2 separate regions of the Sus scrofa genome follow, and region 2 is linked to region 1. The links are chromatin contacts, called in public Hi-C maps. All regions are on one chromosome and are shown on one strand. The core of a region is the stretch at or near the end of the contact, and the rest is flanking DNA. Distances in the headings are between cores, read along the strand shown. Region 1 holds the start of MTMR12 (myotubularin-related protein 12). Region 2 holds the start of SUB1 (activated RNA polymerase II transcriptional coactivator p15).

Evidence for each region. A called contact is a pair of places that touch in the nucleus more often than the background predicts.
Region 2: a Hi-C map of liver shows a contact between it and region 1, with 4 times the contacts expected there. The contact joins the promoter of SUB1 here to the promoter of MTMR12 in region 1. A contact is called at or near these places in 1 of 5 promoter capture datasets (fetal liver) and 2 of 47 Hi-C or Micro-C datasets (liver and skeletal muscle).

What each region holds. Positions count from the first base shown.
Region 1 is chr16:18,535,423-18,540,746 of Sscrofa11.1, forward strand. It overlaps MTMR12 (myotubularin-related protein 12), which reads right to left and starts at 2,471. Exons shown (of 17, transcript XM_021077144.1): 1 at 2,255-2,471. The coding sequence starts at 2,422.
Region 2 is chr16:18,755,013-18,760,416 of Sscrofa11.1, forward strand. It overlaps SUB1 (activated RNA polymerase II transcriptional coactivator p15), which reads left to right and starts at 3,874. Exons shown (of 5, transcript XM_021076608.1): 1 at 3,874-4,002.

The DNA.
Region 1 (5,324 bases), core at 1,221-3,720:
TTTACACCATGAAGGTGTGAAGCTTGTTCTGGTAGCTCAGTGATCTACCATGAAAAAGGTGTCTGAGAAATTGTGACTTCCCAGCTAACAAAAGCAAAGGGCATGTGAAGAAGTAAATGAAAGGAAAACACACAAGAGGCAGTAAAGGTGAAGGCACTCTGAGGCAAAGGAATAGAAAACAGCAGAATGACAGGCTTCAGAAAAGTGTCCGTAGGACTCCTATTAACTGAGCCAAGAGAAGTTTACTCCACCCAAGGCTCTCAGAGGCACATAGGCTACATGATGAAGCCACACACACGCATTTCTAATAATGTAATACCTAGCGAAAGCTGTGCTGTACTTAAAAACAAATTGCCTTTTCACTCCCTCATTCCCTTATCTTCTGAAAATCATCTACAATTTAGGTCAGAGCCTTACCCTCTGTTAGTAACTATTCTGAGAGACAGATTTCAACAAAGAATGATAGTGTCTACACAGTAGTGTTTTATTGCACGATAACAAAACTGCCAACTTTAAGGATCTGAAAGATGTGACCACTTTGGGCTTATGCTGGGGCTGAACCCTTCCCCTTCCCTAATTATTCCTCAAAGGAAATATATCAGGTGCTGTGGGCAAAGAGGGAAAACATGTCTAATTACAACATGTGCCCTTGGTGGATAAAAAATTTGAACATTCTTGAACTCTGGCCACATTTCAGAAGACTTTCCACTTATAGCTTAATCTCACTGAAGAGGAAAGGTTAAAAGATCAGTTGTACTTCAACCAGGGCTCAATCAAAAAAAAAAAGACACAAAGAGAAAATGACCACATGACTTACCCTCCACACATAAGGGGAGCCTGTTGAAAACTCAAGATGACCCTGACTCCTTATCAAGCATTTACAAAGGAAGTGGTTTTTATTTTAAAATTAGGGCTAAAAATAAGTCCACTCCACTGAAAGAAAGACACATTTGAATTTAAAGATAGATATGCAAAGGCTTTGGGCCACAGGTGGTCTTAGAGAAGCAGTCCCAGATCAAGACCGCCCATCCATAGCCCACCTGCCTTTGCTTTACCCAAGTGGAAAGACAGCACAAGAGTCTTCTAGTGTGCCTGCACAGGGCTAATTAAAGGGCTGAGAGAGGAGCAGGAAAAAACCTGGAGAAATCCAAAATGAAAACACATCTAATTAGGTATTCGGATTGGGAGCTATTGCTCAAGAAGCCCTCAGCATGACCTACAAGTTGTAACCTCTCTAACCTCCTGTTCTTTGACTCTCCCCTTCCCCCACCGGATTCTGCAGGTCCGGCTTCCTTGATGCCCCTCCAACACTCCAGACTCTTCGCTCCACCTGCACCTCAGATCCCAAGCATCCTCCAAGTCTTTGCTCAAATGCCACTGTACAAGGAGGAAAGAGGGGTCTTTTCTTTTCCCGTGATACTTTTCAACTTCTAATACGCCATATCATTTACTTTTATGTATTTTATCTGTCGTTTACTCCTCTCTCCCTCAGATAAGATCCAGAACAACAGGGATCTTTGTTTTGTTCACTGATGTATACCCCAGTTTAGAACAGTGCCTGGCACTGAATAGGAGTTGAAAAAATATTTTCTGAATGAATGAATGAACCTGACAGTAAACTCCTGGAGGACGTCGAAAGGGTGATGGTGAGGGGTGAAATGAAAGCGGGAAGAAGCGACGGAGAATTCACAAGGAGAGGCAGAGACTGACTGAGGCTGGGACCGACCCACATTTTCTCCCTGCAGTGCTGATGGGAGGCGGGAGGCAGTGCACGGTATCCCACCAGCGGCATCAAATAGCACTCAGAAGCAAGCTGCTAAGATAAGCAAGCTCTACACGCTCGCTGAGAAATTCCAAGGGCAGGGCAGACCCACCCGGACTGCAGGCTCTGGGCAGGTCCCCACGGGGGTCCAGACCCTTCCAACCCTTCCCCTCCCGCGGTGCTCCAAACCCCAGCTCCCCTCCACTGTAGCCAGGAGCTTGAGGGCCGCAGTACCTCCCCGTCTCGGGCCCCTTCACCTGGTCGCCAGAGAGCCGGGCCCTCACTCGGGCACCTGCCTGCCTGCGCCGGGAGATCCCCACCCGGGTCGGCGGGGAGGCCCAGCGCGCCCCTGGGGATCTCACCCTGCCCGGCTTCCCTCCCGGACACCGGCAGGAAGCGCTCGCGGCCCTTCCAGCGGCAGGGAAGGGGCTCCCGGCGCCCCTCGCCCCGGCCGCTCCTGCCCGACGCCCCGCCCGCGCGGCGCCTCCTCACCTCTGGGCGCACGTATGACACGAAGGAGGGCTTCGGCGCCTTGGTGCCGCCGCCACCGCCGACTACCCCTTTCCCCAGCATACCGCCGCCCTGAGAAGCAGCGACGCGCGGGAGCAAAGGCGGCCGCTCGCAGCGGCCACCAGCACTGGCGGCGGGGGCTCCGCCCATCCCCAGGGCCGCGGCGGCCGCGGCGCCGCCCGCATCCGGCTCAGCCGCTGACACCGTTCGCCCCGCCCAGGCCCGCGGGCCCCGCCCACTCCACGGGGGCCGAGGGTGTCTGGGACTCGCTGCCGGAGGCCACGCCCCCTCCGCTCCCGACCTGCGGGGCTGACTGGCGGATACTCGCCTTCCGAGATAGGTCCCTTTCCTTATGTTCGGCAAAGCCCGCCGTCATGCGTCCTCTGATTGGCCAGAAGGCTCTGCGGGCCTAGCCCCCACTTCAAGCCCCTTTGAATGAACCTGGAGCGATGTTTCCTCTGACCAATCCAGAGAGCGTTCTCTCCGGACTCCTCGGCGATTGGATAGTAAGAACATCGCAGTCGCCCACAGATTCTGCAGTCACTGAGTTGTGAGCTTTGATTTACTGCAGTCGTTCTCTTCTCTTGCCATTTTGGAATGAAATTTCCCCAAGTGCGCGGTGTCAGATATCACCGAATGCGAATTAGACAAACCAAGTGATAAGAGGCATCTAGGAACAGGTTTAAATATTTGATCATAAAAGACTTTGTCGACCTCATTTTTCTAAACTTTTGTGTTTGTTTCTCTGTGTTTCTAACAGAATGACCAAAGCCTTTAAGAGGTGTCTTTCATCTGCCTTCTCCAGTTCCGATAAAACCCTCATTTTTAGTGAAGATTGTAAAGAAAATTCATTTACATTAGACATTTGACGCTAAGCATAGTTTTAGACACAGATGAATAAGACAGGACCAGCTCTAAAGAAATTCAGTCTAGTGGAAAAAACTAATAATAAATATTTGCAGTTAATTTTCTCGCTATCAGACCCTGCTAAGCATTCTAGTCCATCAATGGCTCTTTACCCTCTTCTTCTCCATGACTGCCCCATGGTCACCAGCAAAGCCACTCCAAATAAACATAAACTCTAAGCGAAAATGAATGTGCTTACTTTTGCACACATAGGTCAGGACAAGTCCTGTGGCCTCATTTCAACCAGATTGCCATCCTTCAGCCTATCAGATACTGCAGTTCTGGAGCCACCCCTGAATTACATTATCCTGGTTCTCAGGTGGAAGAGCAAATGCAAGTAATTTATCCAGATCTCATAATAAGTCACTAACAGAGCTGGGATTCCAACCCAGGTGTGTCTGATTCCAAAGCCCAGGTTCTGAACATTATAATTATACAAATTGGGAAGAAGCCCAATAAAAGAATGGTCAATTCTCTTTGGGAAGGCCAAGTCAGACTTCATTTGAAAGATATACCTTAGGGAGGTGTTGGGAATGACGTTATTTGTGGAGACTAATAGTATTACTTTATATTTCGCAGAAGTTTTTACTTTTCAAAGTGAAATGGGAGTTTCCGTCGTGGTGCAGTGGTTAACGAATCCGACTAGGAACCATGAGGTTGCGGGTTCGGTCCCTGCCCTTGCTCAGTGAGCTGTGGTGTAGGTGGCAGACGCGGCTCGGATCCTGCGTTGCTGTGGTTCTGGCGTAGACCAGTGGCTATAGCTCCGATTAGACCCCTAGCCTGGGAAACTCCATATGCCGAGAGGGAGCAGCCCAAGAAATGGCAAAAAAAAAAGACAAAACAAACAAACAAAAAAAACAATCAAAGTGAAATGGCAGGGCATATTTTTACAGTCTGAACAAATTTTTACTTTCTTACTTCTCAAAGAACTTTGAATTTTTCATGTTCTTCCACCATAGTCAGTATGTTAGCATGGCCGCCTGTGGCCAGGGCTTGCTTCTCAGACATGCAACTAGCGCAGTCACACAAGACTTGCACTTAGAAGGGCTGGGGTTTAAATGCTTTGTGGCTTCTGTCTTCAAATCCTGAATCATTTTACCTTTAAATTTGTGTTTTTGTTTTTTTTCTTTGTAGGGTCACACCTGTGGCATATGGAAGTTCCCGGGCTATGGTTTGAATCCAAGCGGCAGCTGCCAGCCCACGCCACAGCCATGGCAGCACAGGATCCTTAACCGACTGAGTGAGGCCAGGACTCAAACCCTCACCCTTATGGATACTAGTCAGGTTCTTAACCTGCTGAGCCACCATGGAAACTCCCAAATTTGTGTTTTTTAAGTGAAGTTTGATGTGACAGTAGAGCCAATGAAGGGGTCTTGCAGCCTCAGCTCCTGTGCCATTCTATGTCCTCTTGTGTGCCCACTGTGCCCTGGCACCCTGGACTGCCCCAGCCAGACCTAGATTACTGCTGACCTCTTGGAGCTGCAGTCGGGCCTCATTGACAGAGGGGAACTCCTAGCCCCCATGAGTGCCTGAACATTGACAAGGTGGTCAGGGTCAGTCACAGGCCCCAATCCGTTCCAGGTCTCTGGGTGGTGTAAGCAGCCATCCCTGCCCTAGGCTGGCAGCTCTATGGCAACAGGCCAGGGCCTTTCAACCACTCCCCTGCAGCTACCAAATGTGGTCAGGCTCCAATCCCATGGAAGTCAGACCCACACCCCCATTCCGTCTATGGGAAGGGAAATTAACTTCCTTGTCTTGGGCCAGGACTCCACAATCTTCATTTTGCACTGGCCCTGACTATGCCCTTTATTATCTGTGAACTTGGAGAAGTTACTCCATCTCTCTGTGCCTCTATTTCTATCTAGGATGATAGTAACTGCAATAATAATTACATCAAGCTGGTTGAGTATTGTTATGAAGCTTCAATGAGATAATCCAGGTGATGCCTAGTAGGCAGCAAGAACTAAATAGGTGCTGGCTGACCTTAGTACAGTCCTAGAGAGCAGGACACAATTTACCCCTTTTCCAGGACTGTAGAGAGAGAAGCACAGTGACTTCTCCCAGTGATCAGCCAAGGCACCTGTTAAACAAAGGCATCTGTTTCCTTTTTTGTTTGTTTTTAATGTTTATTTTTAATTTTATTTAT
Region 2 (5,404 bases), core at 2,624-5,123, 220 kb after region 1:
TAATGAATCCGACTAGGAACCATGAGGCTGAGGGTTTGATCCTTGGCTTTGCTCAGTGGGTTAAGGATCTGTCATTGCCCTGAGCTGTGGTGCAGGTCGCAGATGTGGCTCGGATCCCGAGTTGCTGTGGCTCTGGTGCAGGCTGGCGGCTACAGCTCTGATTCGACCCCTAGCCTGGGAACCTCCATATGCCGAAGGAGCGGCCTTAGAAAAAGGCAAAAAGACAAAAAAAAAAAAAAAAAAAAAAGAAAGTGACTAAAGCAGTGGAGTTTTTTTTGTTTTGTTTTGTTTTTTGTCTTTTTGCCATTTCCTGGGCCACTCCCTCAGCATATGGAGGTTCCCAAGCTAGAGGTCAAATTGGAGCTATACGCACTGGCCTACGCCAGAGCCACAGCAACACGGGATCTGAGCCGCATCTGCAACCTACAACCCAGCTCCCTGCAACTCCGGATCCTTAACCCACTGAGCAAGGCCAGGGATTGAACCCGCAACCTCATGGTTCCTATTCAGATTCGTTAACTGCTGAGCCACAACGGGAACTCCAGCAGTGGAGTTTTTTTTATACATACTCTTTAGACAAAGAAACAATACATTTATGAAGAACCGACAAGGCAAAAACGTTTGGGACATTGTAGTAAATTAGTCAAGAAATAACAAAGTTTGTTTATATAGACTTGCTGGCCTTGAGGTCCCTGCCTCTGGTGGTAAGGATGCTGTTCTATCTCCGATGCAGGGAGAGTGCCTTGCACATGGGAGATTTATTTCCTGCTTTCAAGGGGACAAAGGAGGGTCAGATATTCTTCTTGTATCAGCAGTTTCTTATGTAACTTTAATTCAATATAATCAATGTGCCAAAGTGGCGTATTTTGGGGCTGCCTGCCCTGAACCCCATAAAACTCAATCTTTATATCGCCCTCTTCCTCTCCGCCAATTCTCGACTCCGACCGGATTGACTGCTCTCAATGTGCCTTACTCATTTTGTGGGCATTCCTAGCTCAGTCTTTCTCTACTCCCACTCCAGTGTTCTCTTTCATCTCCCCTAGGTCAAACTTAAGTCTGTTTCCGCATTAAGCATCCAATCTAGAGGCTCAGATCTCTGTGGAATTTCATAGTATCTGTGGTTGCAGGTTTCATTTGATGATTACACGGAGACTTGCACCATTTCGTGTCAGTGATACCTCAAAAAACAAACCCTTGCCTAGCACAGATCTCTTTTTCTGGGCACAGACACCGCTGGAGGGAGGCTGTGGCATTCCTTGGTGCTAATTCATAGTAGCGATGGGTGAGAAGGAGAAGACAGTGGTGCTGTCTTGGATCTTGGAGAAAGGCCGGAACTGGGCTTGGTAGCTTTGCAGAGCCAGTCTGTGTGGGGGCTAGGGCAGCCTTGGCACTGAGCCTGGGGAGCTGCTGTGTGGCTCCTGCCTCTGTGTAGCCTATGGTCGCCAGTGGTATTCTACATCAAGAGAACCTTCTATTCTTCAGACTCATCTAGACCTTACGGCCTTTGCACACATTTCATACTCTGCTGGGAATCATCAGCACTCAAATCTTAGCCTGGCTGTCCCTTTTCATTAAAGTCCCTGCCCAAATATTCCCACTTCACCTCTTTCAGATCTAAGTTAACCTCACCCTAAAACTCTCTACTGCAGCATCCTCTTTTTCTTTTATTCTTTTTCATTTTCTTTCATTTTTCTTTTTTTGCTTTTTAGGGCTGCACCTGCAGCATATGGAGGTTCCCAGGCTAGGGGTTGAATTGGAGCGTCAGCTGCCAGCCTGCACCACAGCTGCAGCATCGCAGGATCCCAGCCGTGTCTCCTATATCACAGCACACAGCAATGTCAGATCTTTAAGCCACTGAGCGAGACCAGGGATGGAAGCTGCATCCTCATGGATACTATTCACATTTGTTTCTGCTGTGCCACAATCGGAACTCCTCTTTTATTTTTTATAGCACTTATCTGGATTGCCATCTCTATTTAATACTTTTCTTGCTTATTGTCTGCTCTATGAGTTTAGAGTGACCCTATCAGTTTCATTCTTTCCTAAATTCCCACCACTTAGAGCAGTGCTGGCATACAGTAGTGGTGTTGAATACATGTTAACTAAATGAGTGAATAAACCGGGAAAGGACCTTTGCTCAGTTTCCTCCATGTAAGTAAAGAGAACTGTAGCTCTTTCCATCTCAAATGAGAGGGAGGGGAGGTTGTGTGTTAAGTGACTCCAGCCAGTACCCTGAACTCTGTCCTTTCTCCACTAGCATCCAGATTTTGAAAGAGAACTGAATTCGTGGCTCCCAGAGCCCAGGCTGCCAGGTGATCCTCTAGTTATTCCACTATATGAGCTTATTCCAATCAGACACCCCCTACAGAGCCTCAGGGCACCACTGGCCCCAAAGGGAACTTTGGTCAGCTTAGCCATAGTTTGTGGGGGTCCTTTCCAAACTATCTTTGGGTGTGTAAACTCTGGGCTGGCAAACGCTGAAACAGTGGTTAATGAGTAAGTTACTTTTCTTTTTTTCTTTTTTTTTTTTGTCTTTCTGCTTTTTTAGGGCTGTACCCGAAGCATGTGGAGGCTCCCAGGCCAGGGTCTAATCGGAGCTGTAGCCGCTGGCCTACTACGCCAGAGCCACAGCAACTTGGGATCCGAGCTGCCTCTGCGACCTACACCACAGCTCAGAGCAACGCTGGATCCTTTACTTACTGGGCGAGGCCAGGGATGGAACTGGCAACCTCATGGTTCCTAGTTGGATTCGTTAATCACTGAGCCATGACGGGAACTCCAATTTCATATTTTTAACAGTTCAATTTTCTCATTTTTCTTTTTGACTTTTTCAATTTTCTCATCGAAATGTATCTTTATGTATTGTAAAACGCACAGATATTAGGTGAAAATCTAACCACCACTCAGACCAAGATATATTCAGCATTCCAGCAGGTTCCTTCACTCTCACTCCAAGCGATACTCCCGAAAGGTAACCTAACCTAGATCCCCATGTATTATTCTTGCCTTTGTAGGAACATCATATAAAAGGAATTCTACACTTTTTTTTTTTCTTTTTAAAAATGGTCATCTAGCCTGACACTGCATGATTGGGAATGGGCTCGAGCTTTTTCAGTCTTCCTCAGTCCGTCCAGTGTGACTCCAGCAGTGCAGGGTTTGAGTCATGACACACTCCCTGTACAGCCTACAGCAGATGTCTTTCATCTTGTTGATCCTTGATGTCCTCATCTACAAAATGGAGAGAATAATCATTCATACTTTGGAAAGTGCTTGTTAGGATAAGTAATATTTAAGTGCCTCATTGCAGTGTCTGGAACATAGGTGTTTGATAAATGTGTGTAGAATAAATATATGTACATACATGTACATATATGAGCTTATATTTATTCTTGGCTTATATATATATATATATTCTTGGCCATAGTAGGCATTCATTAAATATTCATTCAAATAATCTATTGGCCGTGTTCCTGCTTGTAGTATGGATTTCTCTTGCCTTCTGTGAACTACCATACACCTCCAGGATTCAGTTTAGGTATTAAGGATGTGTATGTGACCGAAGAGGTCTGCAAAGTTTTTTTTTTTTTTTTCCTTTCCCCACTTTCTGGAATTAAATGCTGTGAGTTTGGCTTCTTCCCTTTGAATTTTACCAGCCAGGGTCATGTATGGACATTTCATTTTAATACAAGAAAACATTTATTAAACAAATGCAAAGCTCGGTGCTTGTCATTCTTGTTTTATTCATTCCCTCGTTCCCTCACAGGTCTGATCCAGTCTTGGCTGCATCTCACTTTTAACGGCATCGGTTCAGGACCAGGGGAGGTCCCTTTAAAGCCCTGGAAAGGGTCTCGGTGTTGGTTTCCGCGGGGAGGCCACGCCCCATCACGTGTCCGCGGTCCCAGCGGGGCGGGGCCGGAGACTCTTAGCTGCCGTCAGTTCCGGTTCTCTGTCAGTCGAGAGCAAGCGAGCCAGCAGGAGGTGGTTCGCCTACCCGAGCGGAGCGTGAGTACTCGGGTCCCGGTCCTCCTCCTTCGAAACCCCGACCTGGCCGACCCCCACCCCCTCAGCCCAACCGCTTACTACCTCCCCTCGTTCCCTCTCGTCCGCGACGGCAGCGGGAAATGGCGGCGGTGCCCGATCTCCAGCTTCTCCTCCTCCGCCTCCCCTGACCCTCTCTTCTGTACCCGACCCCGCGCCTCACGCGGTGCAGGCCCCTCGGCGCCTGGAGGTGGCACCCGGGGACAGCGGCCTGGGGCGGCTGGACACGGCCGGGCCGGGGCGAGGAGCCGCGGGGAGGGGGCCGGGGCGCCCCCGGGACAATGCGGCGGCCTGGGCTCGGGCGGGGGCGCGTGCGGGGCCTGCGCTTGCCCTAGGCCTCTCTGGTGCCCCCACCCCTGCCCCCAGGATTGGGGGGGCCCTCCAGGGGTGAGGGAGAGTGGGCCAGGGCGGAGGAGAACCCAGGGGGCGGCAGTAGAGACTGGGGTGGCAGGGGACGGCTGGTTTGCTGGGGGGTAGCGAGCGCTTCGAGAGAAGAAAATGGCGCTTGGTGCAAGTCCCTCCTCTTCCCACACCGTCTCCTCCGCATTTCGCTGCTTCCCACGCCCCCTCCGACCAACCTGCCTCCCCTCGCCCAAGTCGTTGCCTGTCCCGAGGTTCTTGGTCTTGTGAGACCCCCCCTTCTCCGTTTTAGTGTTTATCACCCTCGTGTTGTACCGAATTCGTCTGTCCTTTGGTCCTAGTTTATTTTCACCTCGTCTTTTCTAATGCTCCCTCCCCCATGCCTTCATCAAAGATAGAAGATTGATTTTTAGGTTGTGTTTTGTGTATGTTCTATACCGGCGCTTTTCGTATCATTTTTGCCTTCAGGAGGAGCCTGCCCCGCCCCCTTTTTTACCTCGAACAGTAAAGGCTTATTCAGTAAAAATTAAAATGTATTTTGTTAGAAGTTCAAAGAGGCTGGCTTTAGTTACCATTGCCTTCTCTTCGTGTCGGATGGACTGACTTGGGTTAGACACGAGGTGGTTCTTTGAAATGGTCTTAGGCCCCCAGGTACCTTTAACGAACAGATGGTATAGTTATGCTTGACCGTTTTAAAGTGAAATATAGATTATGTTCAATTTAATTACCTTAAAAAATGTTTCTTGGGCATTAATCGCAACTAGCATAAAAAACAACAAGATTGATTTTGGAGATTAGGTTGTAAAGTGGGGCACTAACAGGACTCATGTATACAACGTGGTTTTATGAATGTTGCTGCTCCCTTCTGAATTTACTCCTCCTGTCATCAAGAAATTGCCAGTTAAAAGCAGTAAGGCTGAGTTGGGCATAGTTTGAGCTTCTTGAATTTAGTGCTGGCCGGGGATGGCCCATTTCTTTTACCTTGACCTCCTATTGTGCGGCACAT